Linked DNA regions of Macaca mulatta: region 1 is linked to region 2. The links are chromatin contacts, called in public Hi-C maps. All regions are on one chromosome and are shown on one strand. Each heading gives the region's core, a stretch centred on a gene start, on an enhancer-like site or on the middle of the called end of the contact. The rest is flanking DNA. Distances are from core to core; before and after follow the strand shown.

Evidence for each region. Hi-C and Micro-C count contacts between places; a contact is called where the count stands out from the background.
Region 1: a Hi-C map of liver shows a contact between it and region 2, with 4 times the contacts expected there. The contact joins the promoter of RBX1 here to the promoter of EP300 in region 2. A contact is called at or near these places in 6 of 14 Hi-C or Micro-C datasets (CD4 T cells, blood, cortical neurons and 3 more).

What each region holds. Positions count from the first base shown.
Region 1 is chr10:10,579,946-10,582,940 of T2T-MMU8v2.0, forward strand. RBX1 (ring-box 1) reads right to left here and starts at 1,479. Exons shown (of 5, transcript XM_015150450.3): 1 at 1,381-1,479. The coding sequence starts at 1,458.
Region 2 is chr10:10,427,269-10,430,128 of T2T-MMU8v2.0, forward strand. EP300 (E1A binding protein p300) reads right to left here and starts at 1,335. Exons shown (of 31, transcript NM_001266486.1): 1 at 921-1,335. The coding sequence starts at 1,014.

The DNA.
Region 1 (2,995 bases), core at 229-2,728, 150 kb after region 2:
GGCGGGCGCCTGTACTCCCAGCTACTCGGGAGGCTGAGGCAGGAGAATGGCGTGAACCCGGGAGGTGGGGCTTGCAGTGAGCTGAGATCCGGCCACTGCACTCCAGCCTGGGAAACAGAGCTAGACTCCGTCTCAAAAAAAAAAAAAAAAAAAAAAAAAAGATAATAATTCCAGTAAGAGTTTAATTAAAAGTGGCATTTCATTCATTCAACTCTGGTTTCCTCAATTACAAGTACTCCCAAACCTTCATCGCTTTCAAACCCCAGTCTCAGTGCCTAGTAACTTCTTCACCACTTTTCACATCACAGCTTCAACTTGGAGGAAAAGCCCCTACTTCTATTATTCTTCAATATGGCTGGCTGTAACTGAGCAGCAGTGGCCACAATGAGACACCAAAAAGCACTAGGAGGGGGGGGATATTGTCAGTGTTTAGCCAGATGTTCCAGGAATATCTTCCCTATTTCAGAATCTCCATTTCGAATAGTTTTCATGTTAGGTGGGAATCGACACTTTTCTCCCAAACTGTGGCAAACCACTAAAATGCATTTCATGCAAAAGACACGTTCCATTTTTGCTTTCCCCTCTTACCAAGTCATTCGCAACTAGTACTCAACCCTTCCGAAATGCCACAGGATTTGGGCTCGGATTTTCTTAACAAGTTCCACCGTGCTTTTTATTATTATTTCGGAAGGGGGAGATTCTGAACGTGACAGAGAATCCAAGAGTGGGGTGGTTGTGGGAAAAGCCAACAGACGTCTCAGAACACCCAAGCATTACACTCCAGACTCTAACTCGGCGGTGTGAGGCCCAGAGATGGGGTTAATGGAGGCCTCGGTTCAGCGAGGAACAAGTCTGATCCCTTCAAGTGAGAGGACCCCAAGCAAGCTTCAAAAAGGGGCGGAGCAAGATCACTAGCGGGGCTCCTCAGAGGCCTCCAATGCGGTAGGACCTCAGGTTCCAGGCTTTCGCCGCACTGCCCCATCCTCCACCGCCGCAGTCGCTCTGACTCCCCATTCCACCCACCCCACCCCACCCCACCCCACCCTACCTCACCCCACCCTACCTTCCCCCACCTCTCAACCACTCCAGTGACAGCTCAGGCGCTTGGCTCCCGCCGCCAAGTCGCAACCCCGCGTATCTCAACAAGCAGCTCTGTGATTGGCCCCTCAGCCTCACATCGAAACCAACACTTCCCCTGACAGTGGGCCGCCGTCACGCCGATCAACTCTAAGGCCCGCCCCCCGACTTCCTTTCGTGGTACCCGGTCCCAGGAACGCCCTAAAATGAAACCCTTTACTCCGCGCCTCGACCATCCTCGGGCCTGCCAGCCAGATCCGCGCCTCTCTAGCTTCCCTGAGGAAGGCGCTGGCGAGACCCAACCTTTTTCACTTCAAAGCGCTTCTTGCCCGCGCCGCTGTTGGTGCCGCTCGGGGTATCCACATCCATCGCTGCCGCCATTTTGGAAACACACGGTCTGTCGTCCGACCACCGCGCCTGCGCAGCAGCGCACACCTCGTTCCCCCAGCCTCCCCGGCACCTCCTCCCGCACCCCACCCCTTACTGGCGCGCGTGGGGGAGGTGGGGGCGGAGCACGTGACCACGCCTCTTAAAGGGGCTATCGCAAGTCGCCCCACCCGCGAAGTGTCGGCCGGGGAGGGGGCGGTGGCCGGAGTGGGTGGGGCGGGGCGGGGCCGGGCGGGGCCGAGGCTACGTGAGCTAGCCTGGTAGAAACGTTCGAAAGGGCTCGAGGTCGCCGCCTCCTCTGGGAAGCCCCCGGCCGCACTCCATCAGCTGGGGCGGCGGCTGCTTCCTCCGCCTGAGTCGGACCTGCGCCGCAGTCCTGTCCTGCCTACCGGGCTCGCCCGGTCGCCGCGCGACTCCCATTGCTAGCCGGGGTGGGCGCCCGCCGCCTGCCCCGAAACCTGAGAGCCCTCGCTGGTCTTTCGCAGACTCTGACCCACCTCCGAGCCAGGCCCAAGGCGCAGTCCGCGTGGGAGGGCTGGGGCCCAGGCACCGTCTGGTCTCCGATTTCTGTTCGGGAACTGCTCAGGGATCGATGGGGAGAGAGGAGAGCCCCGAAGGTCCTCCCTAAGGCCAGACTGAGCAGGCCCCCAGTGCTGCCCTCATCCCCCCGCCAAGCCTGGAGGGTGGCCTCTGCGCCCGCTTAGTCGCAGTCCTAGGACCGCCTTTGGTCGTGGTGCGCGGTTTCACCGTGGCGTGTGTCAGTCCCCACTTCTCATTCCTCAGTTGTCATCTTGTGTAGGGTGATTTCTCCCCAGTCTGTGTCCTCTTTCCGCTACTTGTGCTATAGTGAAACCGACCCATCTGCAGTCGCTGTATTTCTTTAATTTTTGTGAAGCATTCTTTTTGGGGTGTTTTTTTGAGACGGAGTTTCGCTCTTGTTGCCCAGGCTGGAGTGCACTGGCGCGATTTCGGCTCACTGCAACCTCCACCTCCCGGGTCCAAGCGATTCTCCTGCCTCAGCCTCCCTAGTAGCTGGGATTACAGGTGTCCGCCACCACGCCCGGCTCTTTTGTATTTTTAGTAGAAACGGGTTTTTACCATGTTGGCCAGGCCGGTCTCGAACTCCTGACCTCAGGTGATCCGCCTGCCTCGGCCTCCCAAAGTGCTGGAATTACAGGCTAGAGCCGATTTTTTTTTGTTTTAAATAGAGACAAGGTCTCACTCTGTTTCCCAGGCTGGTCTCGAACTCCTCGGCTCAAGCGATCCTCCCACTTCGACCTCCCAAAGTGCTAGGATCACAGGAGTGCGCCACCGCGCCCGACCCAAGCACCTGTACTTTGTGTCACTCTCCCTTTTCTCGCTAGACCAGGACTCCCTTTGACATCTCTAACCTTGCAGAGGTATGACTCCGCCAGAGCACTCTTAGATCTCGTACAGGTGATTTGAAGCCTTTTATTTTCTCTTAAAAGATAACTGGAGAGTAATGGAGTGTGCTGACACTATTGCTAAAGAGAAAGAATTGGCCAGGCGC
Region 2 (2,860 bases), core at 85-2,584:
AAAATCTTGATCTCCAAGTATGTTTAAAAGTGTAAAAAGACAGAGACACACACAAACACAAAATCTAATGCACATTTTAAACTTTTGTACAATCAGTTCATGTTTGTAGTTGATGACTGGAACTCTTTTAACCTTGATTTCCAGGTACGTAACTCTACAAAATTGTTTATCTTTTTTATTTCCCCTAAAATGAGAAAGTGACTGAAACTGCAAAGAACATGCCCCTGTTCTCCCAATCTAAAAATCCGGAGTTTCAGACATTTTGGTCTCACACCAAAGAACTGGGAGATGTGAAATGAACTGCGCTCCATATTGATTCTTAAAGCAAATAAGAAGAAAAACAAAAAAAAAAAGCTAAGAATGGTAGGTGAGATAAAAGAATTGTTAAATTTCACCTCTAATCTGAAATCTTCGACCTCGCACACACAATATCAAGATTTTCTTACACCCTATTCTTCAACATAAAATATTCTGCAAAGGAGAAAAAATCTTGAAAAGAGTGGAAAGTAGAGGAAACAGAGTAAGTACAGTAAGGAGAAAGGATTCTAAATTCTTCATTTACCAAGAACAAAAGAATTGAAACTTAAATTGCATAGGAGTTCTTACACACAAATGCATTGGCATTTCCCAAATCAAACTGCACGGGAGCAACAATACAGGCCATTTCTATACAGCACCCACTTACGAGCTCTAATTCCAGAACACACACCGATATGACATAGTGTTGCAACCAATGTATTAGGAGGCAAAGAAAATGGTTGGGCTACTGGACGTCTTCGACCCGCTCATTCAAATACCTTTAAAATTAATTAAGGGGCAGGGAACTAGAGAGAGAGGAAGAAAAAAAAATGGAAGAATAAAGGCGCACCGAGTAGAAAAGATTAAGGGGAACGTGGAAGGCCGGGGCTGCCGAAACTAACCTGTGCCATCGCTGGCGGACGCCGAGAGGGCCGGAGATGAGAGTTTAGGCCGCTTGGCTGAAGGCGGCCCCGGTTCCACCACATTCTCGGCCATTTTTAATTCTTTCGGAGATACAAGCGAGGAAAACCAGAATCCTCAGGAAATCTCTTCTTCGGCCCAGGGTCCCCGCCCCGCACCCAGGGGTGGGCTGGGGGGCTCCGACGGCACCCGAGGGGATAGGGGAAGTTCCTTATTCTCTTCGCCGGGTCTCAGTGGCTGGAGAGGGATGCGGACTCGATAGAAAAGGTAAGGGCAAGTGCGAGGGGCCGGGCCTGGGCCCAAGCCCGGAGGAGGGCACAGGAGCACAAATTCGCCGAGCGCGTCCGCTGCGGCGAATTCCCGAGAACTCGCGGCTCTAGAGGCGCAGTCCTCGGCCCGCCACGGCCGGCCCCTGCCCAGCCGAGGTCTCTCGGAGCTCCGCCGCCGCCATCAGCCTCTTCCTCCTCGGCGCTGTCCTCCTCCTTCTCATCGCCACAAGGAGGCGGGGGCGAAAAGGGGGGAGAGGAGGAGGCGACAAGAGACACTCACCTCCTCCCCGTGCCCCCTCCCGGGCCTGCGCCCCCACCCTCCGAACCCTCCTCCTGCCGCCGCGCTCCGCGCCGCCGCCGCCGCACCGGCCCCTAATGGCCGCAGAGAGCTCGCCCGAGCCGAGAGCCAGGCTGGCGCCGCCGCCTCACATCGCGCGGCGGCCGGCGGAGGCGCGGCAAGGACGCCGGGAGCGGAGCCGGCCGGACCAGAGGGCCGAGGGGGCCGGGCCGAGCAGCGCCACCCGCACGCCCGCGCCGAAGCCGAGCCCACCGAGGAGGCCCCGCTCCGCCGGCGGCGGCGCAGGCGGCCCCTCCTCGCGCTGCGCTCCCCTCCGCCTTCCTCTCCCGCGGAAAATAAATAAATACGGCCGCCGCTACGGCCCCCACCGCCGGCGGCCAGGTGCTGGGAGCGCCCGCCCCCCGGGGCTCCGCTCGGGGCCGCCCGCGGCGGCGGGCTAAGGCGCCGCGGGGCGCGGGGTTATGTAATGGTCCCCCCTAGGCGTCGACGCCGGCCCGGCTCCGGGGCCGCGGTGGGGGTGTGTGCGGACGGGAGGGGGCTGGGGGTCGCCTCAGCCCGTGCGCCCCGGGCCCCCTGCCACTGTCTCGGCCCCTGCCGCCTCTCTCCGACCCGGCTCCCCTCCGCACTCTCTCGCTCCCGCAGTAAGCACTCAGCCCGGCGTCCCGCTTGCCCACTCTCGCCCGCTCCCTCTCGCCCTCTCTCCCCCCCAGCCTAGCACACAAACAAGATGGCGGCTGTTGTTTCTTCCCTCTGCCGAATCCTCCTTACAGGATAGCGGTAGCGACGGCGGCCGGAAATGAGCCAAGAGGGGGGTGAAAAAGGGGAGGGGCCGGGCCTCCGAAGGGAGGCGGGGCCTAGGCCCGAGCCGCTCACACAATGGGGGAAGTGGAGCCGGGGGCGGGGCCTGTTCCAATCACGGGATCCGCCCTAGGCCCCAACGCGGTTAGCGCTTCCGCAAACTCCCCCGGCGTCACCCGGTGGCTCCCTTTAAAGGGGAGGATTTTAGCGGGGGGAGGATTTTAAGGGGGGAGGGGCGGGGGCGGACTCAGAATCTATTTTCAGTCGGTGGATAGTTACGAGGGAAGGTGCCTGGCTTTGGTGTCTGCGTAAGGGACCAGTGGGAACCGGGACGACGGAACCCCGGAGCTGCGCCGAGGAAGGCGCCAAGTCGCCACTCAGGTGGCCAAATGGGAGCGCCCGTCGGGCGGCCCTGCTCTTCGGCCCTTGGGCGGCGGGTCCCTCAAATCCCGGTCGAATCCACCTGGCAGGGTGTACCCACTGCTGGCTGTTCCGGGCCAGATACCCAGTGCGTCCTCACTTCTCCATTGCCCTCCCAAAGGGAGCAGTTCACATC